4 separate regions of the Sus scrofa genome follow, and all the other regions are linked to region 4. A link is a contact called in public HiChIP or PLAC-seq and promoter capture Hi-C data. All regions are on one chromosome and are shown on one strand. The core of a region is the stretch at or near the end of the contact, and the rest is flanking DNA. Distances in the headings are between cores, read along the strand shown.

Region 1 (3,547 bases), core at 1,032-3,531, 360 kb before region 4:
AGGAGCCTGATAAGCAAGCCCACTGGAACCAGGAAAAGAAGCCCTTTCCTCTCACAATGTCCTTTCCGGGCCCTCTACTGACAAAACTTACGTACCACACTAACAGTCACACACACACAAAAAAAAAAAAAAAAAAAAAAAAAAAAGAACTGCTTCTTTATTACTGACAAGCAAAAAATGAAGGGTGACATTGGAGCCAGGAGGCAACAAAATGGTAAGTGTCGTAATGAATTAAGCTGATGGAGGAAGGCTGGGTTATACTCATATTCATTCTAGGCCATATGTCCCAGATTTTCCTATCAGAGGGCCAAGCTCACACAGGAAGCTTGAGCTGAGGATCAGACAGCTGAGGGGGCTGGACTTCACCTCCTTAGGTGCAATATATTTTATGAAAGCCATGGCTCTCAATGGTAATCATTTCTTATCTGCCGCAAAGTCAGACTGGGCCACATGTGTCTCCTCAGTCCTATGATTTAAAACATATGTATAACAATACAAAATTGTCTTTCAAGTGTATTAAGGTAAATAATAATTAAGAATACTGCAAATAAGAAATGTTTTACAGTATCCAAGAAATAGAAACAACCTGCATGTCCATCCATAGGGGAATGGATAAAGAAGATGTACATATATACAGTGGAATATTACTCAGCCATAAAAAAGAATTAAATAATGCCATTTGCAGCAACACAGATGGACCTAGAAATTGTCAGAGGAAGCAAAGTCAGAAAGAGAAAGACAAATACCATATGATATCACATGTATAGGATATAAAATATGACACAAATGAACCTATCTACAGAACAGAAATAGACTCACAGATAGAACAGACTCGTGGTTGCCAAGATTGGGGAAGGGGGAGAGGATTGCGAGTTTGGGATTAGCAGAAGCAAACTATTATATATAGGATAGATAAACAACAGGGTCCTCCTACTGTATAGCGCAGGGAACTATATTCTGTTTATCCTGTGATAAACCATAATGGAAAAGAATATGATCAAGAATATATATGCATAATCAAATCTCTTTACTGTGCAGCAGAAGTTAACACCTTGTAAATTAGCTACAATTTAAAAATTTTAAAAAGAATACTGCAAATAGGTAGCTAAACGAATACCAATCATGGTTTCAAATTTCTGCAACAGCCTCTTTGACATTATAGTGACCAAGAGCCTGGGCTCTGAGCCATTTAGTAATGGTGTAACCTTGGGCAAATTATAAAACCTCTCTGTGCCTCAATTTCCCCATCTGTAAAATGCAGATAATGATAGTACTTCAGAGGATTGTTGGGAGGATTAAGTGGGTTACTACGTATAAAGCACTCTATATGTTAGGTATTATTACTAATATTTGGGAGTAGGAACACCCAGACCCACTTATGCTAGACCCCCTCAAGTCCCCTACAGTCTCTCCCACGCCCCTTCCCCATAAATGCAGCTCCTAAGGGGTACATGGGCTTGGTGCAACCTCTGAATCCTGCGGCATAGCCCGTCAATTCTACCGGTCAATAAGACACCCGCTTGCTCTTCTATCATCAACGCTGGACAAAAAGGCTAAAAGCCAAAACAAGTAAACTGGCCCCCACATAACTGATCCAAACAGCTTGGGGCCTGGCAGTACCAGTGGAAGAGCTTGAAAAGAAAAACAACCAAAAACAACGCACAGGCTTGTCTTTGTCATGGCTGACCCAGCTCACAGCCAGGCACGGAAACAGAGCGGCTTTATGAGAAAATGCCTTTCTTTCCACGCAGTAATTGAATCCAGTTGTGGACTGAGGTTGCACATTAGTAGGGTTTAAGAAAGGTTTGCCTCTTAGATACATCAGCTCCAGCTGAACAATCATTTATTTCTGTTAAATTCTTGTCAAGCAGGGTATTGCAGCATCCACGGACAATATAATCCTCTGGAATCTGGCTCTCACACTCATCCTACAGATAGGCCAGGAATCTTTTAGGCTCTTCAAAAACTAAATCTCTTGGGTAGAATCCAAGACAGCCCCTCTGGATAATGAATTTGGCTTTGTAGCAATAGTGTTTGGGGCAGTTTTAGGGCAGCTGAGTGCTCAGATCTCTTTAGATCAACTTCAACATAATTCCTCTTCAAGGGGGCTCTCCTTGTCTGTTTCCTGTCTTTCTCCCAGAAAAGGGAAGAGCTTGCTTGTGATCAGGGCAGGAGGGATCAGGGTCAGATTTGGTTGCATCTTGTCCTGTGACTATTGCTGCCTGCTGACAGCATGCTTCACTCAGTAAATGAAATGAAACAGTCCCTGTTCTAACAACTGCCACCCGCGTCAGGACAGTGAGTCTTACACCACCCTGCTGGAGGCCTGCCCTGGAGCCCTCAAGGGCACAGATTCAAAGGTCTCAGCCAGAAACTCTTCAGTAGTGCATGCTTTAAAAACATTTTTTTTTTAATTACTTTGGTAGTTTTGTAACGAAGCAATGGGAAGTAGGGTGGCATATGGGTTAAATTTAAAAGAGTAAAGTTTCTTTTCTAGACCTAAAAACAAAAGAGTTTACCGGACATCCACTATGTGCACTGAACTCTGTCTGTGCCACAGTCTTTCCTGTCTTTGGGTTCTTTATATGAGCTTCTTCCAGCTTCTCCCCAGAAAGGCTTTTCCACCATATCTGTCAGTTTGCTGGGCAGGGAATAAATGGCTCATTCAAATAGAGGGGTGTTGGAGTTCCCGTCATGGCTCAGTGGTTAATGAATCCGACTAGGAACCAGGAGGTTGTGGGGTTGATCCCTGGCCTTGCTCAGTGGGTTAAGGATCCGGTGTTGCTGTGAGCTGTGGTGCAGGTCACAGACAAGGCTGGGATCTGGTGCTGCTGTGACTGTGGTGTAGGCCAGCAGCTGTAGCTCCAATTAGACCCCTAGCCTGGGAACGTCCATATGCCACGGGAGTGGCCCTAGAAAAGGCAAAAAGACAAAAAAAAAAAACCAAAAAACAGAAAAAACAGAGGGGAGTTGACTAAAGGGACAGCCATCTCTCCCTGGTTGCTGGGGCCTCTCTGTTCCTGCAGTTTGGAGGAACTGTGGGATGGTCTAAGTCAGAGGCTAAGATGCATAGCAGTTACAAGTGGAAGGCCTGTCTCTAGGCCTCCCAGAGCTCTCTTTTTGCCACCTGCCACCCAGCTCAATCACAGGCCCCCATGTCACTTGGCCTGTGTGGATGAGCACAAAGTGTAAGCTCCCAGGTGAGGTTTCCCCTAGAAACCCCTGGCAACCCCACTGGCTCCATTGTCACAGCTGAAAAGGTAGAAGGTGGATGAGAAAGATATCAGTACTATGAAATCTTTGATTTTCTAAAATTGAGTGGAAAAAAGAGAAAATGAAAACAAAGGAAAATTATTTCTGTGAAGTGAAGTCCTGTTTGGTTTGAGCCCAAAGTTTCTGAACTAAGTCACCGAACACCTAGCTATGCTGGCCCCAGGCTGGCCACAGAACACTAAGATGCCTGAGATCCAGCCCCTGGTCTGTTTCAGGACCCCGGACTGTGGCCAGATGCCCTTGCCACCACTTCAGAGCCCCCTCCCCCTGTATT
Region 2 (3,207 bases), core at 203-2,702, 260 kb after region 4:
AATAGGCAGGACTTGGTGATAAACTGAAGAGAGAGAAAGAAGGAGGCATCAAGTTAGGATCTCAGATTCCTCACATAAATGTGTGGGTGGATGGTGGTACCAGCATGCAATGTCACAGAGTAGGAACAGATTTATTGAGGAAAATGACAAGCTCAGTTTTAGGTCATAAAGATAAAATACTGTGAAGCTTGATACTCCTACAACATATTTTTGGTTTTATTAAATTCGTATGCCAGTAAGAGTGTGTTGCTCAAGTTCAAACTCCTTAGTATGGCATATAAAGCCCTAAATAATTTGAACCTAATCTGCTTCTCCCATATCACCTTCTATTCTCTTTACTATACATATATACCTTTTGTCTCCACTACATTAAATTTTTCTCAAAGAGATAGTCAGTCCCTGACTCTGAAACACTAAGACAGGTTCTCTTAAATCATACTATCTGTGCTTTCTGAGGTAAATTGGGAAGGGCTTAATGCCCAAATGGATGGGGCTGGAGAAATGGGTTGCAAGGGAAATGATGATGAGACACAGGTGTGTATAATCTGGGAGCCTAAGTGGATGAAAGGCTGAGTAATCAGGTGGAAAAGAACATTTTAGATAGATGATAAAGAAAAATATTTACGAATTGTGAGGCTGTGGTCTATTTGGTCAAAGAGCAAAACGCTGGGGTAGAATACCTAAGACAAAGCTGTAGCTTCTCCGCTGGCATAACCTTATTCAGGGATTCTGCAAATTGAAGCTCTGCCCCTACTTCCTTACAACAATGGAAATATTTGTAGGGACTGGGGCGAGAGTGTGCTTGTGACTGCAACTTGGGTTCCAAATTTCTATCCTGAGCTACTGTTAACACTGTTTATGCACAACCACAGATTCGCTGATTGACCTTGGGCAAATTGCTACTTTCTATGACTCAAGTGTCCTATCTGTAAAATCAGGATAACATGTATTTTAGAGTGAGGATCAACTGAGATAATACAAGTGAAAGCTTACATACGTGGTTCAACAAATGTTGAGGGGTGACAGATGAACGACAAATCAATAAACGACAAATCTCAAAGGAACTGGGGCAGCAATTTTAGAAAGTCGTACAAGGGACAGACCTGGGATTCCCTCTACTCCCAGGAGACCCCGGAGAGCCGGCGCGAAGACATAACTAGCATTTCTTGGCCCCTATTTCCTCCTAACGGCTTGGCTGCATCGTACCTCCTGATTCTTCTGGTCCCAGGCTGCAGCTGTAGCTCGCTCCGCCTCGGGGCGCCCGCCTGCAGGGCCTCTGCGGGCTCAGCCAAGAGAGACGCTGAACCCTGAGCGCTGTGTCCGGTCTCCAGGGCAACCCTATCAACTTCCGGTTTGCTGTGAGGCCGCGGCTGGCAAGAGGCCACATTTCCGCCACGTGACCCGCGCAAGCGTCCTGCGCAAGAGAGAGCGTGAGTCCGCAGCCTGTGACACCTAGCGCGTTCCGAAACTGGACGCCAGGGCCCTAACTGGGGCCGCCCCCGGGGAGGTGGCGCCAGCCCGGACCGCTGGGTCTGGAGGCGCCGGATTGGGACAGGGCTCGGAGTTCCCGAGGCTCCGCTGAGAAGCCGGGCGGCAGCAAGATCGCTGCTCACGAACAGCCACACTGGAGCTGGAACTGGAACCCCATGGGGCCGGGGCCCCGGCTGCCGGGCAGCGGCTCCTCCAAGCCGAGGCCGCGGCGGAGAATGAGCAAGAGGCGGTGGTGGGCTCCCGGCGGAGCGACCGGGCCGGGAGCATGCTGCGCTGGTTCATCACCGTCCTCTTGTGTGCTGCCTTCCTGGGGCTGGTGAGAGCGGGGGCTGGAACCTTCCCGGGCTGAGGCGTGAGCAGGTGTCCTGCAGAGAACGCGACCTTCCGAGCCGGTGTCTTGGCCGCTTGCAGACTGTTTGACCTTGGGTGTATTAATCTACCCGAGCCTCAGTTTTGTAATCTGAAAAATGGGCACAGAATTATAGAGGTTTATTGTCAAGTGTGAAATCGATTTTCGTAATATATTTTCCAACTCCAGCAAACCTTTCTACCTCTCCTCCGTGGGATTAGGGGCAATGCAAAAGGGGTTGCTGGTCTATATTCGCTGCCCTCAACCCTCCCGCACCAAACCAACCCCCAAATTATTTCACAAAGTTGCTTTTCCTTTTGCCTCCATCTCGGCTGACCAAATTCAACCCTCATTTTTGCAGCCTGGGGAAACAGGCCCGGGAAAGTGACTTTTTCGGACCATACGGCTGGTTAAGTGGTTGAGCCAGGAATGCCGTCTCTTATCCTGCCTACAATTTTTACCTAAAACAAATTTGCAGATCCTTCAGTGTTTTTCTTAGAACGAATTGCAAGACTAGAAGCGTCTTTTGCCAAACCCCTTGGCCACCCCGCGATTACCTTTTTTACCCCCTAGAAACCTCCCTTGGTCATCTGTCCTAAATATTGGTATCCTGGGTAGTTGGGAGGGTGAGTCCTCTGAGCAGCATCTCTCCTGGTCACATAGTACCTTTTTCTAAGCCACACTTGATTCTTAGAGTGTTTGTATTTGAAGAAAAGTCATTGCAGACGCTGTGCCAGGTCCTGTTAACTGCTTTACAGGCGGGTACTAATTTGAGTAGAGCTGGACTCAGCCTTCACTCCCTGCCAGCCTTTAGTTGAGGACTGCGCCCGCTGTGGGGGGGGGGGGGGGGGGGGAAATACAGCAAAGCGTGCAACTAGAATCACTTAGTCTTGAAATGTAGGCCAATTGGAAACATTTTCTGTGTGTGCGTGCATGCAACGAATTTCCTATAAAAGCCAGATGTAACCCCTAATTCTGATATTCGGAGTTCTCGTCGTGACACAGGGGAAATGAATCCGACTAGGAACCATAAGGTTTCGGGTTCGATCCCTGGCCTTGATCAGGGGTTTAAGGATCCGGCTTTGCCGTGAGCTGTGGTGTAGATTGCAGACACGGCTCAGATCCTGCGTTGCTGTGGCTGTGGTGTAGGCCAATGGCTACAGCTCTGATTAGACCCCTAGCCTGGGAACCTCCATATGCCGCAGGTGCGGCCCTTAAAAATAAAAGAAAAAAAGGCTAATATCACATCGACTGAGTAAAATGCTTAACGTCATTGCATACAGGTGTAATACTCTTTTAAAAAGCCTTATAGACTACACCTGAGGCCTGGTTAGTCTTTGAAGAAAAGTGTAGATTTAGAACCAAAT
Region 3 (3,262 bases), core at 151-2,650, 500 kb after region 4:
CAACCCAGCAGAGAGGCATTTTCTTTAATGTTTGCGTCGCTGGGTTTAGCTGTGGTTCCTAAGATATTCACGCTATTAAGTGGGATGTTTTATGTTAGGCAACATAAACACGCATTTCCTACTTCCGTGGATACACGTTTCCCTGAAAGCCATGCACCTGGGGAGGCAGCCCTATTCCGACTCTGAGGCTTTCAACTCTAAGGAGTTATGACTGCACTCACAGCAGAACCACATGGTCACTTCAATGAGAAAGATCCGCTGGCCCCAGGCGCCCCCCTTCAGCCCTCGGCATCTCCAGAAAGGGCAGAGGAGAGCGCTGCTGAGAAAAGGCGACGAGGAAGGACTGACGACAGAGGTGACACTTCCCCACACGACCTAAGGCCATTGCCAGCAAGGGGCACTTGGGAGACGCAGAGGGTGCCCCACCAGCGACCGATCTCAGAGCGCAGCCCTGCGCACCCACTCGAGGAGGACGCGGCGCGGCCACCCGGCTAGTCCTCCGGGGCGAGAGCGGCGCCCGCCTGCCCGCGACCCCGTATGCGGACTCGGCAAGCGACCGCCGCACGCAGTGTAAACAGTCGGCGCCCGCCGCCTCCCCGCCACAGGCTGGATGGGGGGAGGGCCGTCGCGCTCGCGCGGACCCACATTTTTGCGCCTCTGTCACGCGCGTGAGGAAAAGCGACGAGGGTGAAGGGGAGGGAAGTCGCGGCAGCCGTCCGCCGAAAGGGCCGGTGGCGTGCGCGCGAGTGCGCGGCGGGGAGGGCTGCCCCGGCGCCCGCCGCTCACGCCCGCGCCCCGCGCCCGCTTACCTGCCGGGGTCGCTCCGAAGATTCGCACCACCGGCACCTTCTTGACAGGGGCCTGGGTGAGGGGGCATTGGCAGATATCCAGCCCCTGCAGCGGGCTGGCCATGTAGTAGTCGGCAGTCACGATCCTCACTGAGAACATGTTCGCCGCCGCCGCCGCCGCCACCGCCTTCTCTTCACTAGCGACCTGGCAGCGGCGGCTCCTTCCGCAGCGGCGGCCCCACAGCAACGGTGGCGGCGGCGCCCCCTCCCCTCCGCGGCTCGGCCCCCTCCTCTCACACTCCGACAACGCGAGCAGCGGCGGCGGGCGGGGCTGTGTGGCAAGGCGGCCGCCTCCTCAGGAGCACCCGGCGAGGGGCGACAGGAGAGAAGCCCTCACGCTTTCGTCGGTGCTGCTGCTGGTGCTGCCACCACTGCCGCCGCCGCCGGGAATCACACGGGCTCCTCGGTCCCAGGCTGCAGCTCTTGTTGCCATGATGATGATGTCACGGACGCAACCACTGGGGGAGGGGAGAAGGGGGTTGAGTGTGTGGCGAAGGGAGGGCTGTGAGTAGTTGGGGGAGGGGACGCGGCGGGAAAGGGAGGGAGCTGGGCGGGCGCCCGACCGGGACACCCAGGCGGGGGTCGAGAAGGTGGTTTCTCCCCCGCCCTCGGGCAAGCGGCGAGGGAGGAGGCTGCCGTCAAGCTGGGTTCGCGACCGGCTGGGGGGATCGATGACTCGGCCGGTGGGCACGGCCACCTGGGTGAGGGGCCGCGGAGGAGGGGGGGGGGCGGAGCGCCGATGTCATGGATGGGCTCCGAGGGCCTGGCGGGAGGGGGGCGCCAGTGTTCAGGGCCGTTTTGGTGGCGAGGAGGGATTGGCCTGAGCCGCAGTGCTCGCGCTCGCCTCGCCGACCGCCATTTCACATCCTGCAGAGAAGGCGGGGGCAGCCGCGGAAACAGCTTTTTACAAGGTAAGAGAACCCGCCCGCGGGGGGGGCGGGGAGACAAGGCGCAGATCTCGTGCCGCCGCGGCCTCGCGGGAGGGTGAGCGGCTGACACCAACAGCCCTTCTCAGGTAGCGCGGCAGACCCGCGCGTGGCCCGGGGGCGGTGCGAGGGGCGGGCGCCTGAGCGCGGGCTGCGGCCTATAAAAGGGCCGCCCCGGCGCTCCCTCCCGGACGTACGGCGCGAGCCGCCGCGCCCCCTCCTTCGTGGTGCTGCAGTGTCTGCGCCCAGCAGCTTAATGAGATTTATTCACGTTCGGCTATGTTCGGCTTTGCCAGGGGTTGGCAGATCCAGTGCACAGGGATTTCCCACCACGGTGTTTTTCTCCCGCCCCTTTCCTTTCTTCTCGCCTTAGTATCCCCCGCCTAGTTTCCTCCCCGGGGCCGGTAGGCTGCGTCCTGGGCGCGCGCCTGAACATGTACGGACTTGTCATTTCCCGGTGACCTCCCTCCTCCTCTCCCTCTCCTCTCTTCCCCGGCGGAATGTAGGATTAAGAACCTTTCAGCGAAATCTTCGGCCAGGGAAAAAGCCCCTGAAAGTCACTGCGTCAGATGTGGGCTCACAATGTTATTCATTAACAGTTGGTGTGAGGTTTTACTACCCTAAGGCATAAAAGCAAAAGGGAGCGGGCGGGGAAGAACCGTTAGACAAAACAACTTTATCCAGAAAGGAGGGGGGCTAGGGGTGCAGTTGTGAAATCCAGAAAAAAAGGGTAGGAGCAGATGGGGCTGGGTTGGCCATTTTATTGGAACCGTTGGCGTTTTGTCTGACTTGATCCCTAATATTGGGTGTGACCTTGGACAAATAAATTGGTTTCTTGGGGCCTCAGTTTCTTCATCTGTGAAACGAGAGTTCCTCTTAAAAATCCACAAATCTTCCCAACAAAAAGATTTAAGCAGTAGGAGACAGAACCGTGGTTTCAAGTTTGAAATATACCACTTAATTACGACCTTTGACAGTTATATTCAGTTTACCCAAATTAGAGATTCTTTCACGCATGTTATTATATAGGTGTATTTTAATGATTACTAGGTTGCCTTGTATTTGAACTGGTGTGAGAGATCCTTATTTGGAACCATCGTGGGTCTTAAAAGGCTCAAAGACACAGATCACTGGTAAGCTGTCTATAAATTCCATAACGTATAATGCTAATAAGAATTTATGCTTCAAGGGATTTGAGACTGATTACCACAGAGAATTAGCCTGCAGTTTTCAACCTGAGAGCATGATTGTAAACATAGGTGGCAAGATTTCCACTAATATACAGGAAATTACCTAATAATATCTTAAGAGGCAAAATCTTTTAAGTTGATTTAAGTTTTAGAAGCCTATGCAAGTGACTTAAAAATAGGACTACCATGCTAAATGCATTTTTCGGTAAATATTTTGTACAAGCTGGATGTCAGATGCACAATACTGGTGATTCTCACAGTATTCTATGCCACTAGTGTGTTGGTTAAAATTTGATAT
Region 4 (3,176 bases), core at 259-2,758:
CTCTTATTAACTACAATTAAAAATCAATTGGTCCTCCCACCAAATTGTATAGATTTTTCTCTATTAGCTCTAACAGTGGCTGTAGAAAACCATGTAATTTGTCTCTCCCATGGCTCTTTCTAATCTGACTTGGAAATCTTCCCCTATTTTGTTACTTATAATTTAGCAGCAGATCTTCATTACTTGGAACATTTTTCTGGAGTTCCCATCGTGGCTCAGTGATTAACGAATCTGACTAGGAAGCATGAGGTTGTGGGTTTGATCCCTGGCCTTGTTGCTGTGACCTGTGGTATAAGTCGAAGACCTTGCTGTGGCTCTGGCATAGGCCGGCAGCTACAACCCTGATTTGACCCCTAGCCTGGGAACCTCCACATGCCACAGGTGTGCCCTAGAAAAGACCAAAAAAAAAAAAAAAAAAAAAAAAAAAAGAACTCTTTTCTTTTTTTGGGCTGCCCAGCAGCATGTGGAAGTTCCTGGACCCGGGACTGAACTGCGCCTCAGCAGGAACCCCAGCTGCTGCAGAGACAAGAACCTTAACCCAATGTACCACAACAAGAATTCTTGGAAAATGTTTTTTAAAAGTCCTAATACCCTAAATTTTTGTATACTACCCCAATAATAGATTAAATGCACATTAAGTGTCTAATACTGGGCTAAATCTATTTTATTTGAATAATCTCATTTAATTCTCACAATAACCAAGTTGCTGCATGCCTTGCTGGTCATAATGCAGTAGAAATGGACAAACATCAGACCCTCAAAGCTCATGCTCTTTGGACAGACACCATCCTGTCTTAGATAAAGATTATTTGTTTATTTTTTATTTTTAGGGCCGCAACTATGGCATGTGGCATATGGGAAGTTCCGAGGCTAAGAAGTAAAGGGAAGCCCAGGTCGCCCAGGAGATACTGAGAACTACTGGCTCCAGGCACGACCAGTTCCTGACGGCGACCGACACACATTCCCGAGTCAACGACCACACTTGCTAAACTGTAACTGATAAAAATAACCTTGACAAAAAACAGGGCTTCTAAGCTCCCCTATATATTCTGAAAGCCCCAAGACCCTGGCGCAACAGTCTGGCCTCCAACCCGACTGCTGCCCCTCCTTGCTGATTAAAGGCAATCTGGTTCTGTTGAGACCGTCTCATTTTTTTTCTGTAACCACCTCTCTTTTCCTTACAGGAATTATCCTGAATTAGCTCACACGATATTTAGAATATTAATTAGCCTGAGTTAGCTCTCAGGATATTAAGAATTTCTTAGAAAACAGAAATAAATTTTAAAAAAAAAGAATTTCTTTCCAAGCACTGGAGGCTGCACCTGGTCCACGGTGCACCATGCCAGCATCTCCTTTATCCCCTGTGCCTCTCTACTGCTCTCATTCCATCTGGGCCAGGAGCCCGAGAGTTTCCAAGGACACGGGATCGGGACCGGCTCCTGCTCTTAGGAGAGAAAGAAGGGGCTCCACGTGGGCCTGGGAGCCGCCATCTCGCGTCCTGGCAGGGGCGGTGGGCGCGGCTGGAGCCGCAGCGGGGCGGGAGCTGCTGCCCGTACTCAAGATGGAGGCCCAGGCGGGCGGGGCCGGCGGCTGGGAGGCGGTGCAGAGGAGCGGCGGTATGGCGGCGGCCAAGGAACCGCGGAGAGGCGATGGGGACGAGGACGAAGAGGAGGCCGTGAGTGCAGCGGCAGCGGCCGCGTGGCTGAGAGTCCGGGCGCGGCCGGCGAAGGGGGGAGGGTCCCCGGGCGGGATCGTGACCCTGGGCTCGCGGCGCCCTGCGAGCGGCACGGCGGTTGGAAGGGAAAGAGGGAAGTTATCCTAGGTACCGTCGCCGGTTTCCTCTGGTTGAAAGCAGGACCTCGATTTCACAAAGGGGTGGTGGCGCTGGGGTCGTTTGGCTTCTCTTGTTAACCGCCTCTTCCTGCACCCTCGCGAGCTAGAGAGTTAACCTCTCTTTTTTCCACCAGGAGCAGTTGGTTCTGGTGGAATTATCAGGAATTATTGATTCAGACTTTCTCTCGAAAGTTGAACATAAATGCAAGATTTTGGTGAGTCTTGTAGAATTGGGGGGGGGGTGTAGATTTCCTTAAATTTAAAAGAATGAATGGTGAAGTATAACCACCCCTTAAGATTGATAGAATTCATTCCCCGAACAAAGGCAGTGAACAGTGAAGACAATCACAGAAGTACGGGCTTAGGGGTTACGGGGAGCAGATGGGAGAAGATAGACGCTGATTGCCTGGGTGTCTACATATGTGGCTGGAGAGAGTGAAAAATTTAGATGGGGGGGGCTTTTTTTTTTTTTTTTTTTTTTTTTTTTTTTTAACAGCAGCACCTGTGACATATGGACGTTCCTGGACTTGGGGATGAATTGGAGCTGCAGCTGCCGGCCTACATCACAGCCACATCAAATCCTTAACCCACTGAGTGGGGCCAGGGATCAAACCCACATCCTCATGGATGCTAGTCGGATTTGTTTCTGCTCTGCCACAATGGGAACTCCCTTCTTTTTATTTTTAGAAGAATTTATTGCAGTGTAGTTGATTTACAATGTTGTGTTAATTTCAGATATACAGCATCTTTTATCTTAAACTGAGAAATAACCAACATTTAACATTATACTAGTTTCAGCTGTACACTTTTTCAATATTTGTACATATTGTGAAATGATGACCACTATGTCTAGCTAACAGCCATTACAACACATAGTTACAATTTTTTTTTTTTTTCTTTTTTTCTTTTTCGGCCCTCACCTGAGGCATATGGAAGTTCCCAAGCTAGGAGCGGGAATTGGAGCTACAACTGCCAGCCTAAGCCACAGCCACAGCCACAGCAGTGTCAGATCCGGGCTGTATCTGTGACATATACACCACAGCTTATGGCAACACCAGAACCTTAACCTATTGAACAAGACCAGGGATGGAACCCACAGCCTCACAGATACTAGTTGTGTTTATTACTGCTGAGCCACAGCGCGAACTCCCCAAATTTTTTCTTTTTGTGAGAACTTGTTTACTGACTTTCAAATATAAAGTATAGTATTATTAACTACAGGCACCATGATGTTCTTAAAACATCCTAGGACTTATTTCACAGTTGGAAGTTCTTTTGAGCCCTTTTTCACCCTTTCACCTATCTCCGCCACCCCCAAATGCTTTTTCTAATGATTTTTTTTT

The links. Promoter capture Hi-C pulls out the DNA fragments that hold promoters and counts their contacts. HiChIP or PLAC-seq counts read pairs in DNA pulled down with a chosen protein or histone mark.
Region 1: a contact with region 4 is called in an H3K27ac HiChIP or PLAC-seq map of alveolar macrophages. The contact joins the enhancer-like site here to the promoter of GTF3C6 in region 4. A contact is called at or near these places in 2 of 5 promoter capture datasets (fetal skeletal muscle and liver), 21 of 47 Hi-C or Micro-C datasets (alveolar macrophages, brain, embryonic fibroblasts and 12 more) and 2 of 2 datasets of contacts at active chromatin or transcription factors (alveolar macrophages and skeletal muscle).
Region 2: an H3K27ac HiChIP or PLAC-seq map of alveolar macrophages shows a contact between it and region 4. The contact joins the promoter of MFSD4B here to the promoter of GTF3C6 in region 4. A contact is called at or near these places in 2 of 47 Hi-C or Micro-C datasets (embryonic fibroblasts and liver) and 2 of 2 datasets of contacts at active chromatin or transcription factors (alveolar macrophages and skeletal muscle).
Region 3: a contact with region 4 is called in a promoter capture Hi-C map of fetal liver, with 3 times the contacts expected there. The contact joins the promoter of REV3L here to the promoter of GTF3C6 in region 4. A contact is called at or near these places in 1 of 5 promoter capture datasets (fetal liver) and 1 of 2 datasets of contacts at active chromatin or transcription factors (alveolar macrophages).

The regions. Positions count from the first base shown.
Region 1 is chr1:76,532,965-76,536,511 of Sscrofa11.1, forward strand. The region is part of intron 1 of LOC110260565 (a long non-coding RNA gene); the gene reads left to right. Among named protein-coding and RNA genes, the nearest start is that of SLC22A16, 66 kb to the left of the region's middle. Within about 2 kb of position 2,282, at least 17 of the 83 cell types and tissues checked have an H3K27ac peak or open chromatin away from gene starts, as enhancers often do. A contact at or near this core is called in alveolar macrophages, brain, fetal skeletal muscle and 1 more, where this site is marked.
Region 2 is chr1:77,157,899-77,161,105 of Sscrofa11.1, forward strand. MFSD4B (sodium-dependent glucose transporter 1) reads left to right here and starts at 1,453. Exons shown (of 5, transcript XM_003121369.4): 1 at 1,453-1,807. The coding sequence starts at 1,757.
Region 3 is chr1:77,399,151-77,402,412 of Sscrofa11.1, forward strand. REV3L (DNA polymerase zeta catalytic subunit) reads right to left here and starts at 1,401. Exons shown (of 33, transcript XM_021091241.1): 1 at 810-1,401. It overlaps LOC102167874, which reads left to right and starts at 947. Exons shown (of 5, transcript XM_021084615.1): 1 at 947-1,246; 2 at 1,387-1,549; 3 at 1,722-1,759. The coding sequence starts at 947. LOC110260596 (a long non-coding RNA gene) reads left to right here and starts at 1,768. Exons shown (of 2, transcript XR_002343829.1): 1 at 1,768-1,863; 2 at 2,825-3,262.
Region 4 is chr1:76,895,253-76,898,428 of Sscrofa11.1, forward strand. It overlaps GTF3C6 (general transcription factor 3C polypeptide 6), which reads left to right and starts at 1,509. Exons shown (of 6, transcript XM_003121346.4): 1 at 1,509-1,675; 2 at 1,968-2,048. The coding sequence starts at 1,562.